3 separate regions of the Mus musculus genome follow, and all the other regions are linked to region 3. A link is a contact called in public Micro-C and promoter capture Hi-C data. All regions are on one chromosome and are shown on one strand. Each heading gives the region's core, a stretch centred on a gene start, on an enhancer-like site or on the middle of the called end of the contact. The rest is flanking DNA. Distances are from core to core; before and after follow the strand shown. Region 1 overlaps Iqgap2 (IQ motif containing GTPase activating protein 2). Region 2 overlaps Pde8b (phosphodiesterase 8B). Region 3 holds the start of Aggf1 (angiogenic factor with G patch and FHA domains 1).

What was found. Promoter capture Hi-C pulls out the DNA fragments that hold promoters and counts their contacts. Hi-C and Micro-C count contacts between places; a contact is called where the count stands out from the background.
Region 1: a contact with region 3 is called in a Micro-C map of muscle stem cells, with 5 times the contacts expected there. The contact joins the enhancer-like site here to the promoter of Aggf1 in region 3. A contact is called at or near these places in 3 of 39 promoter capture datasets (the 3T3-L1 cell line and hippocampal neurons), 1 of 484 Hi-C or Micro-C datasets (muscle stem cells) and 1 of 115 datasets of contacts at active chromatin or transcription factors (embryonic stem cells).
Region 2: a promoter capture Hi-C map of hippocampal neurons shows a contact between it and region 3, with 4 times the contacts expected there. The contact joins the enhancer-like site here to the promoter of Aggf1 in region 3. A contact is called at or near these places in 3 of 39 promoter capture datasets (the 3T3-L1 cell line, cranial neural crest and hippocampal neurons), 1 of 15 datasets of contacts at CTCF or cohesin (the NIH/3T3 cell line) and 2 of 115 datasets of contacts at active chromatin or transcription factors (large pre-B cells and stem cell-derived neural progenitor cells).

The regions. Positions count from the first base shown.
Region 1 is chr13:95,637,653-95,640,920 of GRCm38.p6, forward strand. Iqgap2 (IQ motif containing GTPase activating protein 2) reads right to left here. Exons shown (of 36, transcript NM_027711.1): 31 at 66-153. Among named protein-coding and RNA genes, the nearest start is that of Gm52063, 5.0 kb to the right of the region's middle. Within about 2 kb of position 1,474, at least 67 of the 459 cell types and tissues checked have an H3K27ac peak or open chromatin away from gene starts, as enhancers often do. A contact at or near this core is called in muscle stem cells, where this site is marked.
Region 2 is chr13:95,032,581-95,035,630 of GRCm38.p6, forward strand. Pde8b (phosphodiesterase 8B) reads right to left here. Exons shown (of 22, transcript NM_001374003.1): 18 at 1,589-1,806; 19 at 250-370. Among named protein-coding and RNA genes, the nearest start is that of Gm41025, 17 kb to the right of the region's middle. Within about 2 kb of position 1,716, at least 65 of the 459 cell types and tissues checked have an H3K27ac peak or open chromatin away from gene starts, as enhancers often do. A contact at or near this core is called in hippocampal neurons, where this site is marked.
Region 3 is chr13:95,373,599-95,376,762 of GRCm38.p6, forward strand. It overlaps Aggf1 (angiogenic factor with G patch and FHA domains 1), which reads right to left and starts at 1,759. Exons shown (of 14, transcript NM_025630.3): 1 at 1,248-1,759. The coding sequence starts at 1,460.

The sequences.
Region 1 (3,268 bases), core at 224-2,723, 260 kb after region 3:
TATTTGGTGTGGACACGAAGACCACCGCCATCTATCTATTAACTTATTATGTGAAGACCAGTCACCTGCTGCCCAGTTGCTGGGGTCTCTAAGATTTCAGTCAGCGTGCTCCCTGGCTGGTTCCGGGTCACATCGATGATCAGCTTTTTGGTCCTTACAAAGGAGAACAAAAGAGACGGATGTTCAGACAGCAGTTAGGATACATAAAACTCTGTTTCTCTCATAGGAATACATTAAGCCGCTTCCGTGATTCCCTAAAGTGCTCTTGCGCAAAAACGCCTAAGAGCCTGCAGATGCCAGATAAGCAGCGTCTGGGCTTTAGATGCTTAAGACAGTGAGTTTAGTCTCTCAGGACTGCACACAACTATGTCATAAGATTCCTGCTGCTGGAAAGGACATAGGAAGGCCTGCCTAACTGACTTCTGAGCCTGTGGATACATCATAACTAAACTGCCTCGTTTGCTCCATCAGAAAAGGTATAGGCCAGTGGGAAGGCCAGTGGAAGCAGAAGTCACCTGAGAGCCTTGGAAACTACAGGCTTTTGGTGAGCCCAGCAAAGGGACATAGGAGACTGGCAGATAGAGCCGTGTGTGTGTGTGTGTGTGTGTGTGTGTGTGTGTGTGTGTGTCCACGTGTGCATGCACACATGTGCATGCATGGAACCGAGAACAGGAGAGCTGTTTTAGACAAGTTTAGGGCTGACAAACCACCCTGGAAGTGCTGACCCATTCATTCTTCCATAGGTGCTCTTTAGCAACTGGCTGTCCCTTTTAATTAGGGGTTGGCTTATGTAATTACATCGAAGGGGGGGGCTGGGGATGTATCTCTGTAGAACATGTGTGAGGGCCCTGAATTCAAACCTTCATACTATAGAAGCCACACAGCAACAAGACAAAAAAATGCAAAAGGGCAACCGTTCTCATTTGACCACCGTTAGCCATGGTGGGAAGTATTTTGTTTGAAAAAGGCTCTCATCTCCCAGAAGACAGAAACATCAGCAGTAGTTGGTGAGCTACACACAGGCCAGAGCTGCTGCTTGCTCTTATCACAGCCCTGGTCCTCTACTGAATTTCAGTGCTGTCAGAGAGAATAACTTTCTTCCTTATCCACAGCAGGAACTGTTCATGCAGCATGAAACTGGAAATGAAAATAAGTCATATTCCGAAGCCACAAGGGGGGCTTTCTCCTGAATCAGTCCTGGTTAACCCCAAATGTGAGATTTTAAAAATGGGAGAAGATCCAGTAAGCCATTTGCAAATGTGGCCTTTCCCATTTCCTATTTATGCCACGTCTTCACAAGAAGAGTGAGCGTGCCTGACAGACACAGCTTCCTCTTCTCCCTTCTCCAGGGTCTCTGCAGAGCCATTTCCTCTAGCCCCGTGACCCCTGCCTGCCAGGGATTTTCAGGCTGTCTGAGAATGCACAACTAAAGACTCCAGAGAGTCAAACATGGGTACACAGCTAATTATAGCCCCGTGGGAGATGGCAGGCAGTGTTCCTGAGGTGGCCAGGCCTCAGGAAGCTGCATGTCCCTTCCCACACACATACCCCAGCTTCCTCTAATCATCATCAGGAATGAATTAGACCGAGATTTAGCATCTAGCCCAGGCTGGCCTCAAATTTGAGATCCTAAATGTTTGGATTACAGGCACGCTCCCCCATGCCTGGCTTTCAGGCAGAAACACGGAGTTGAAAACAAAACCTTTGAATGATTTTAAAAAACTGTCGACCCTGAGTGATTCTTATTTGAAACAACGTTCTAGCAGCTACGTTCTGCTAATTAACAATTACGTGACATCATTTATATCAGCTTCCATCGCGACTGAAAACTATTTGCTCACGAGTTGCTGAAGGACAAATTGCACAAATAACTTTGTTTTTTGTTCTTGGAATTCTAGATGACGTCAGGCCTGTGGAATTCATTGTCAAAATTCTACCTTCACGGTCTATATCTAAGCCGGCACCTGCTTCAAGTGCAGGGATCTCAACTTCCCCTCCCTACTATGTGCTCAAGGGCACAGGGCATTGTGGACAGGCAGATCGGGCAGATCGAAGGCTACCTGGAGCTCCCCGCACCCCACCCCCTCACAGTTCCTGTTTATGATTTATGAGCTGCGTGGGTCAGTGCAAATTATGTAATCCTTATAGGGTTTTTTTGTTTTGTTTTGTTTTGTTTTAATTTTTAAAAGGGAAACAGTTTGACAGAAAGACTTCATGTAAACAGCCCTTTGTGTTGGGGTCTGACAGATGGTGAGGAGCACACCTGTAACCATGGCAACTATGTTGCACAAGATGGCAGCTGCTGGCCATCACATGGGAACTATGTTGCACAAGATGGCAGCTGCTGGCCATCACATCCCACTGAGCCCCTGAAACCTGGCTGGACCAGACAGACAGATGTGAGTGCAGGACACACATTCTAAGCTAAAGACTTAGCACAGATGCACAATACCTCCTTAACAATCTCTTCCATTCATTTCTATAAGAAATGAAAATGTTTTTAATACATTGAGTTAAATAGAACACAATTACTAAACAATTCTGCTCCCAACCAAAAAAAAAAAAAAAAAATCACTGGCATATGAGCGTGGTGACGGACCTGTCAGTGACCCTGATCTGACCACTGCATATGGCACCCATGTATCAAAATGTCACACTACATTCTATAAATAGGAACACTCATCATGTGTCATTATTTTAAATGTGTAAATAAACACTGGAAAAAATGGAAAGATGAGAAATGATTTCATATGATTCTTTCTAGAATGTGGCTTTTAGAACATTTATGTGTGTGCTCTATGTGTGGATCCTACTAAAAAAAAAATTTTTTTTTTTTGAAATTGCAATAGCCAAACATGCCATTCCTCAACTGGAAGCTAGTAGTCTAAAGACCTAGTTAGTCATAGGACCTCAGCACAAAGAGGCTGCTGGAAGACAGCCCACTGTCTGAAACACAGATGGAGCAACAGAGAGCTCCAAGGCCTAATGGGTAGACAAAGATCACCACACTTGGGGTTCTAGCATTGCAGAAGCCAGAGCAAGCTGCCGGCCTGCATCATCCACAGTTCCTTATCCTCCTGTGGGAGTTACCTGTGTCTCCTACCATCCCTACCTCCTGTTTGTGCTGTGGATGAAACATAAACAAACTAAGCACATTCTCTACCACTGAGTCACAGCCCAAGTCACCATCCCCTCTTCTAGCACCTTTCCAAGATAAAAGCCCCTGAGGTCTTTAAGGTCTTTAAACCTTTGCAGAGTAGCATCTAAA
Region 2 (3,050 bases), core at 466-2,965, 340 kb before region 3:
GCTCACCGGGGCTCCTCCGTCTAGCACTGTGTCTCAGGGCCTGCCTGAGGGATTGCAGTGGGCAGCTGCCAGCCTCCTCTCCTTCCCCAGCTCCAGGCTGATAATCACCTCACGCTGGAGAGGCAGAAAATGCTTCGGTGCCAGAGCAGGCTCTGGGAGAGACACGCGCCAGTATCTCACTACACAGGCTCGCTCACCTCTGCTCTCCCAGAAGCACACTGCACTCGCTCATTACGTAGGAGCCCTTACCTCAGCTGCCAGTGGCTTGTTGATGCTGTTCACGAATTTGTTCACGTGCTCGAAGTGTTTTGTCATCTCTGTAGCCAAAACCATGTCGATAATAGCCTGGCGCAGCGTTCGATAGTGGTTCCTAAATAATAAGAGGACAAAGTTCCCTGCTCACACCATGCCCAAGTCAGAAGTGCCCTGATGCTCTGCCTCCCCACAGCCCAGGACAGAAGGGGTCAGAGTCAAGTGACTGCTAATCCTAGACTCCATCCGCTCAGCCCCCGCCCCCCAGTAAGCCCATGTTGATGCCACTCCACGTTCTCCAGTGACAGCTGACTCTTCTGCACAGCCATGCTAAGAGAAATGAAAGTGCACATCATGTGACAAGCAACTGTTTCGAATGGTAGTTTCCATCCCTTCCTGTGAAAACACTGGAACAAGGAAGTGGAAGGGACAGAAACAAAGTGGCAGTCTGCTGAGGTTTGACTGTGCCCTGTGTAGACCGGTTCCTACTGGAGAGAACTGCCAATCTCTTCCGATGGTGCTGAGGGAGATTTTCCTTTCACATAATCCTGTAACCTGTAAATGTCTGATGTTTGCAGTGGTTGGAACAACAGCTCAAGGTTATCAGAAAACCCCTATCATGTACTAACTCTAAGAGACTGAATGAAGAGCTAAGCAAACCAGCTTGATACGCTAGAACTTAAGTCTGAATTAGAACAACCGCTCTCTGTAACCATAGAGATTTTTCTAGAGCCTAAACTGGTAAGTTCATGTAGACAGTGTCATGAGGCCCAAGCGACCACCAGGCCTTTGCCCAGGACTCTGCTCAGCAGCTTGCTGGTGCGGTATAGGAAATAGCCGTAGCCTGACCACACAGTTGTTAGCAGGTAAGAATTGTTCCACCACGTCACATCACGGTGCTGTTTGCAGATGTTCTGAGAGCATCTCTCTCTGTGAGAAGGAAACCTGTCTCATTCCCAGCATCCTCACTGGGACCTCCTCATGGGGATGGATGCTTAGCCCAAACTCAGCTGGAAATGCAGGATTATACATTGTCTTTGAGCCACAGGGAGGAAGATAAAAATATTTGATAGACTTGTTAGTGAGGCCATCAACATTTAGGCAGTGCTTTTCAGTGCATAACAAACATTTATTTTTATGGACTTACTGAAGGCTAAATGAGATTTTTTTTAGAGCAGGAAAGGCAGTCTGAAAAGTTCAGATGGGCAAAGCTGGTTTATAACCTGATACAGTGAAGAGCCACTGTTTCATTCCCATCTATCCAGAGAAACCAGAGAAAACTCAGCTTCATTTTTAGCTTCACAGACCTAGCCCCGGGAGCCCAATCACGCCAAACCTGTCAATATTCTTGAAAATGTTGCACTTGGTGTCCTTGACTGTGAGCTGGAAGGCCAGGGCTGTGTGGTGACTCTCCAAGACTGCAGTGTCATTGTAGAGCACAGCGAGCTCGCTGCCGGCGTTGCACAGGAAAGAGTTGGTCCTTCCGGGGTGATCCACGTCGTGGACTGTGGCAGCAATCAGAGCAGCCACCTCATCCAGCTGGTCCAGGCTTCCCTGGGGGAGGGGGAGGATACAGAACATTATTCACAGGCTTCTAGACACCAGCATCCATCTCTGTCTCTTGGAGAGAGAAGGGCTTGGGGCTGGAACCTTTGGAATTTCCTTTCGGTTTCCTCCTAGTCTTAGCAGAAAGGTAGCCTTGGGCACACGGTGGCACTGTCCTGTGCTGTGTATTCTCTTGAGAACACAGAAGCTACAACACCTGAACTGTCTATAGTCTGTTTGCTGGTTCTTTGACAAAGAAGCCAAGCAGGTCTTTTGAATTGATGCTGTGACGCTCTGCCATGATGCATGGAAAGTAGCCGGCATCACAGATATTCCTTACACATCAGCTTCTGCAGGCATATTGGAGGGCCAGTTGTAAATAGCACAGCTAGCTCACAGGATGAATGGGACAGTAACTGGAGCTTGGCAGTGAGGCAGAGGCAAGATGGAAAGCTTATCAAGAAATGCAGGGGCTGGGCTCACAGGCAGCAAAGGCTTAGAGAAACTCACCAGACCTTCACTATGCTAATGCTGAGCTCAAATGACAGCAAGTATTCTTCTTAGCCAGTAAGTTAGTAGAAAGCTGGCAGATGGGGTGTTATGTAAGACACTGTATTATGAATTCATTCCATGTCAGATGCCTAAAGGCGTCAGGTACTGTGCACAGCACCAGAGATGAAGCAGTGATAGATACTAATGGGTGAGATTAGATAAAAAGAGTCCCAACTTCCCGAGAGTGTAACCATGGGGCTGGGCAGAGCAGGGCAGCACTGATCGCTGACCATCATGTGGTGATGGGAGTGCACTGCCTCTGTGGAATGCAGACAAAGCCTATTATATACAGCTCCTGAACGCTTGCCTATGGCCAGTGCGATGGAGGACCTCCTCAGCTTTATTCAGTAGCTGTGTATGGTTAACGACTACTGTGATGGTTGGTATATGCTTGTCCTAGGGAGTGGCACTATTGGGAATTGTGTCCTTGTTAGAGTAGGTGTGTCTCTGTTAGAATGGGTATGTCACTGTGGGTGTGGGCTTTGTCCTAGCAAGTCAGTCTTCTACTAGTAGCCTTCAGATGAAGAGGTAGAACTCTCAGCTCCTCCTGCACCATGCTTGCCTGGATGCTACCATGTTCCTGCCTTGATGATAATGGGCTGATCCCCTGAACCTGTAAACCAGCCCCAATTAAATGTTGTCTTAAAAGACTTGTAAGACTTGCCTTGGTCATGGTGTCTGTTCACAGTAGTAAAACCCTA
Region 3 (3,164 bases), core at 509-3,008:
AGCACCCACAGAACAAGCTGGCTTAGTCTCCAACACATGTGTAAGTCCAGAACTGTATGTGGTAGAGACAGGAGATCCCTGAGGATTGTGGGCAGCCTGACTTGCCAAAAAATGTCAGGTCGTGGTTAAGGAAGACAATCTGTCAAAGGAATAAGATAAAATGACAGAGGACACCTGCTGTCACTCTCTGGCCTCTACATGCATACAGGCATAAATACACCACCCAGACATTATACACACTATATAAAGAACAGGATGACAAAGTCTGATGACGTTTCAGTATCTAGACTAGAGATGTAGTTTTATAAGACACTAAATTATGGAGAAAACATTAGGTTAAAATTAAGTATCTGGAAATAACTTGTTAGGATAATATGCAACTGTTCAATGAACAAGGTAAAACTGTATTGTTTTTTAAGCATCACTGTCAAGCATCTGCCTCACTACAGATTATGAAAATGAAACACATTTCTAGTATCTGTAAGAAAGGCGGATGTACCTTCCTACAAGTGAACCCAAGAGGATAACTGAGGTCACCTTACACATGGAGTATGTTCAAGAGTGTAAAACTAAACTATGTTCCTGCTTTTAAACGTCACTGCTGTACACTATTATCACCCTGACTTTATAAACAGCAGGGAAACACGAGGTAGGAAATGGCATTCTAAGTTCTCAAAAGGGGATGGGTGGGTGTTGGCTCATGCCTGAAATCCCAGCCTAGGAGGGAGTCTGAGTTTGAGTCAAACTTGGGCTGCATTTTAAGACCTAAGCCAGGCTGACCTGCGTAGATTCTCAATTGAATCCCAAATGTGTGTGTTTGGGGGGCGAAGGGGGGGGGCGGTGGAGAAAAATGCAAGCCCACAACCTCAGCACTTGGGAAGTGTTGACATGGATCAAAAGTTGAACTTCAAGGTCATCCTCTGTTACACAGCAAGTTCAAGGCCCCAAATGGAGATTTCGTATCAACCAAAATAAGAATTAAAAACTCAACCAAACAAAACAAATAACAAAAAACTCTTAAACGTGACCCCCCCCCCCAAATAAATGCGCCCATTGCCAGTAGGACAGACGATCAAGACCATGTAGCCCATGCTGAAGTTCATTCTCGCCTGCCCTGAGACAACTGCCCAAACCAATTGGCTGGCACTGGCCAACTGGCTCCACAGGTCTTTGGGATTTTGACCAGCTCTGGGCTGTCATGACTTCCCAGGGTCCGTGGAGCAGGTCTGGCCCCGGCAGCCGCGTACCTGCGTGCGGAGCTCCTGGTTGTCGCTCTCGGCGTTGCGGTAGAGTCGCTCCGTGTGCTGCAGCAGCTTCTCCACCTCCCGCACCTGCCTCCGGCAGCTCCGCAGCTCGCGCTCCAACTTCTCCACCTTCCGCCTGAGCTGCGCCAGCTCCGGCTCCGGAGAGGCGGGCGGCGGCGGAGAAGGCGAAGGCGGCGAGGGCGCCTCGGAGGCCATGCGGCCGTGAGCGCCGAGCCCGCGGGGCGCGGACCGGGCTGCTTAGGACGACACCGGGGCCCACTGGCCCAGGGGCCACTGGAGCGCGCGGGCTGCGAGGGGCGGCCTCACGCTCGGACGACCGCAGCGGGCCCCGGCCATGTCGCCCCCGAAGACGGCGGCCGGGACTGCGAGCTTGGGGACGAAGCCGACTCTACCCGGGCCGCGCGGACACCCGCCCGGTGACAGTCTCCGGGAAGCCAGCGGACGGGAGAACTAAAGCGAACCCAGCGGAAGCCTCTAGTTCCGGGCTGAGCCGGAAACGCTAAGCCGGAGGAGGGCGGAGCCAAGACGGAAAAAGGAAGCGACGGAAAGCTAGAAGGGTCTGATCGCGCTGGTACACGGGGCTAGGAGCTGGGTACAAATTGGTGTTTATGTGCCCAAACAACGGCCTGTGTTTTTACTTCCGATTGTTTCCCTTGTATTGTAGTGTAGGAGTTTGAGTCCGATTGGTGAAATGTTTCCCCATTCAAAATCGAGGGTTCTTCCAATGTACAAGTATTCTTAGAAGTGCACTTTGTAAGTTCGCCTTATAATGGGAACTTTAACATTGAATTCTCTTCCCAGACTAAAGGGATTCACACGACATAGCTTTGTTAAGAGCATGTCCTTTACATAGCTTTGCAAGACCATCACTATCATCTGTCCCGTTCCTGTTACTGGAGGACTACTTATGAGCTCTCCTTTAGTCTGTTACCATAAAACAACCATATAATCGCGATGGTTCTGTAGGATGCCTTTTTTTTAAAAAAAAAAAAAATATGAATAAAAAAACCTTACTTTTATACATAGTCAGTATGTGACCCAGCAAAGCCACTCCTGACTCCCAGTCAACATATCACAGAGAGACTTGGCATATTAATTATAATAGCTAAGTTACAAAACCCGACAAGGTGACTAACAACAGTGTTGTGAATTAAGGAAGATATGGCATATATACGCAATGTATTTTTAAACGATAAATTAAAATAAAATTAAGTTATTTGTAGCAAAATGGTTTATATTTACAAATAGATATATCTGGAGATACGGAATTAAGCCAGTTCCAGAAAAGCAAATACCATGTGTTTTCTCTTACACATGGTTCCTAGGTTTTGTATAGATTTATAAAATCATTTATCTATATTATCTGATCTGCTAATAGCATAAATAGATAAGGATAAAGATAATTATTTTTATGACATGAGAGTAACAGCAACTGTGTAGGGGAAGAGAAGAGATTAGTAAGGGGGAGAAATGAGGCCAAGGTAAAGGAAAGAATATACTTAATGTAAAAAAAGTATGAAAATGCCCTTATGCGACACAGTACTGTGTACAGTGAATATATACGATGGGGCTTTTTAAAAGACTGAAGAGAAGTATTTATTTTCATTTTGTGAATTTTTCCAGTGTTCGGCTACAAAGGTTAAATAAAATCTTTACTCAAAAGTACAGAGTCACATGTGGTGATACAAGCCTGTGATTCAAGTACTCAGAAGACAGAGGCAGGTGAACTGACAGCCTGTGGCAGAGCAAGTCCCTGGCCTGCCAGAGCTGCAGAGCAAGAAAAGCTGAGGCAGGAGGATCCTGGGTTCTTGTCTGGCCTAGGCAACATAGCAATATGCTGTCCTGAAGAATAGCAACAATCTTAGTAAGAAACAAAGAGTTAGGCTTGGGTTTAGCTCA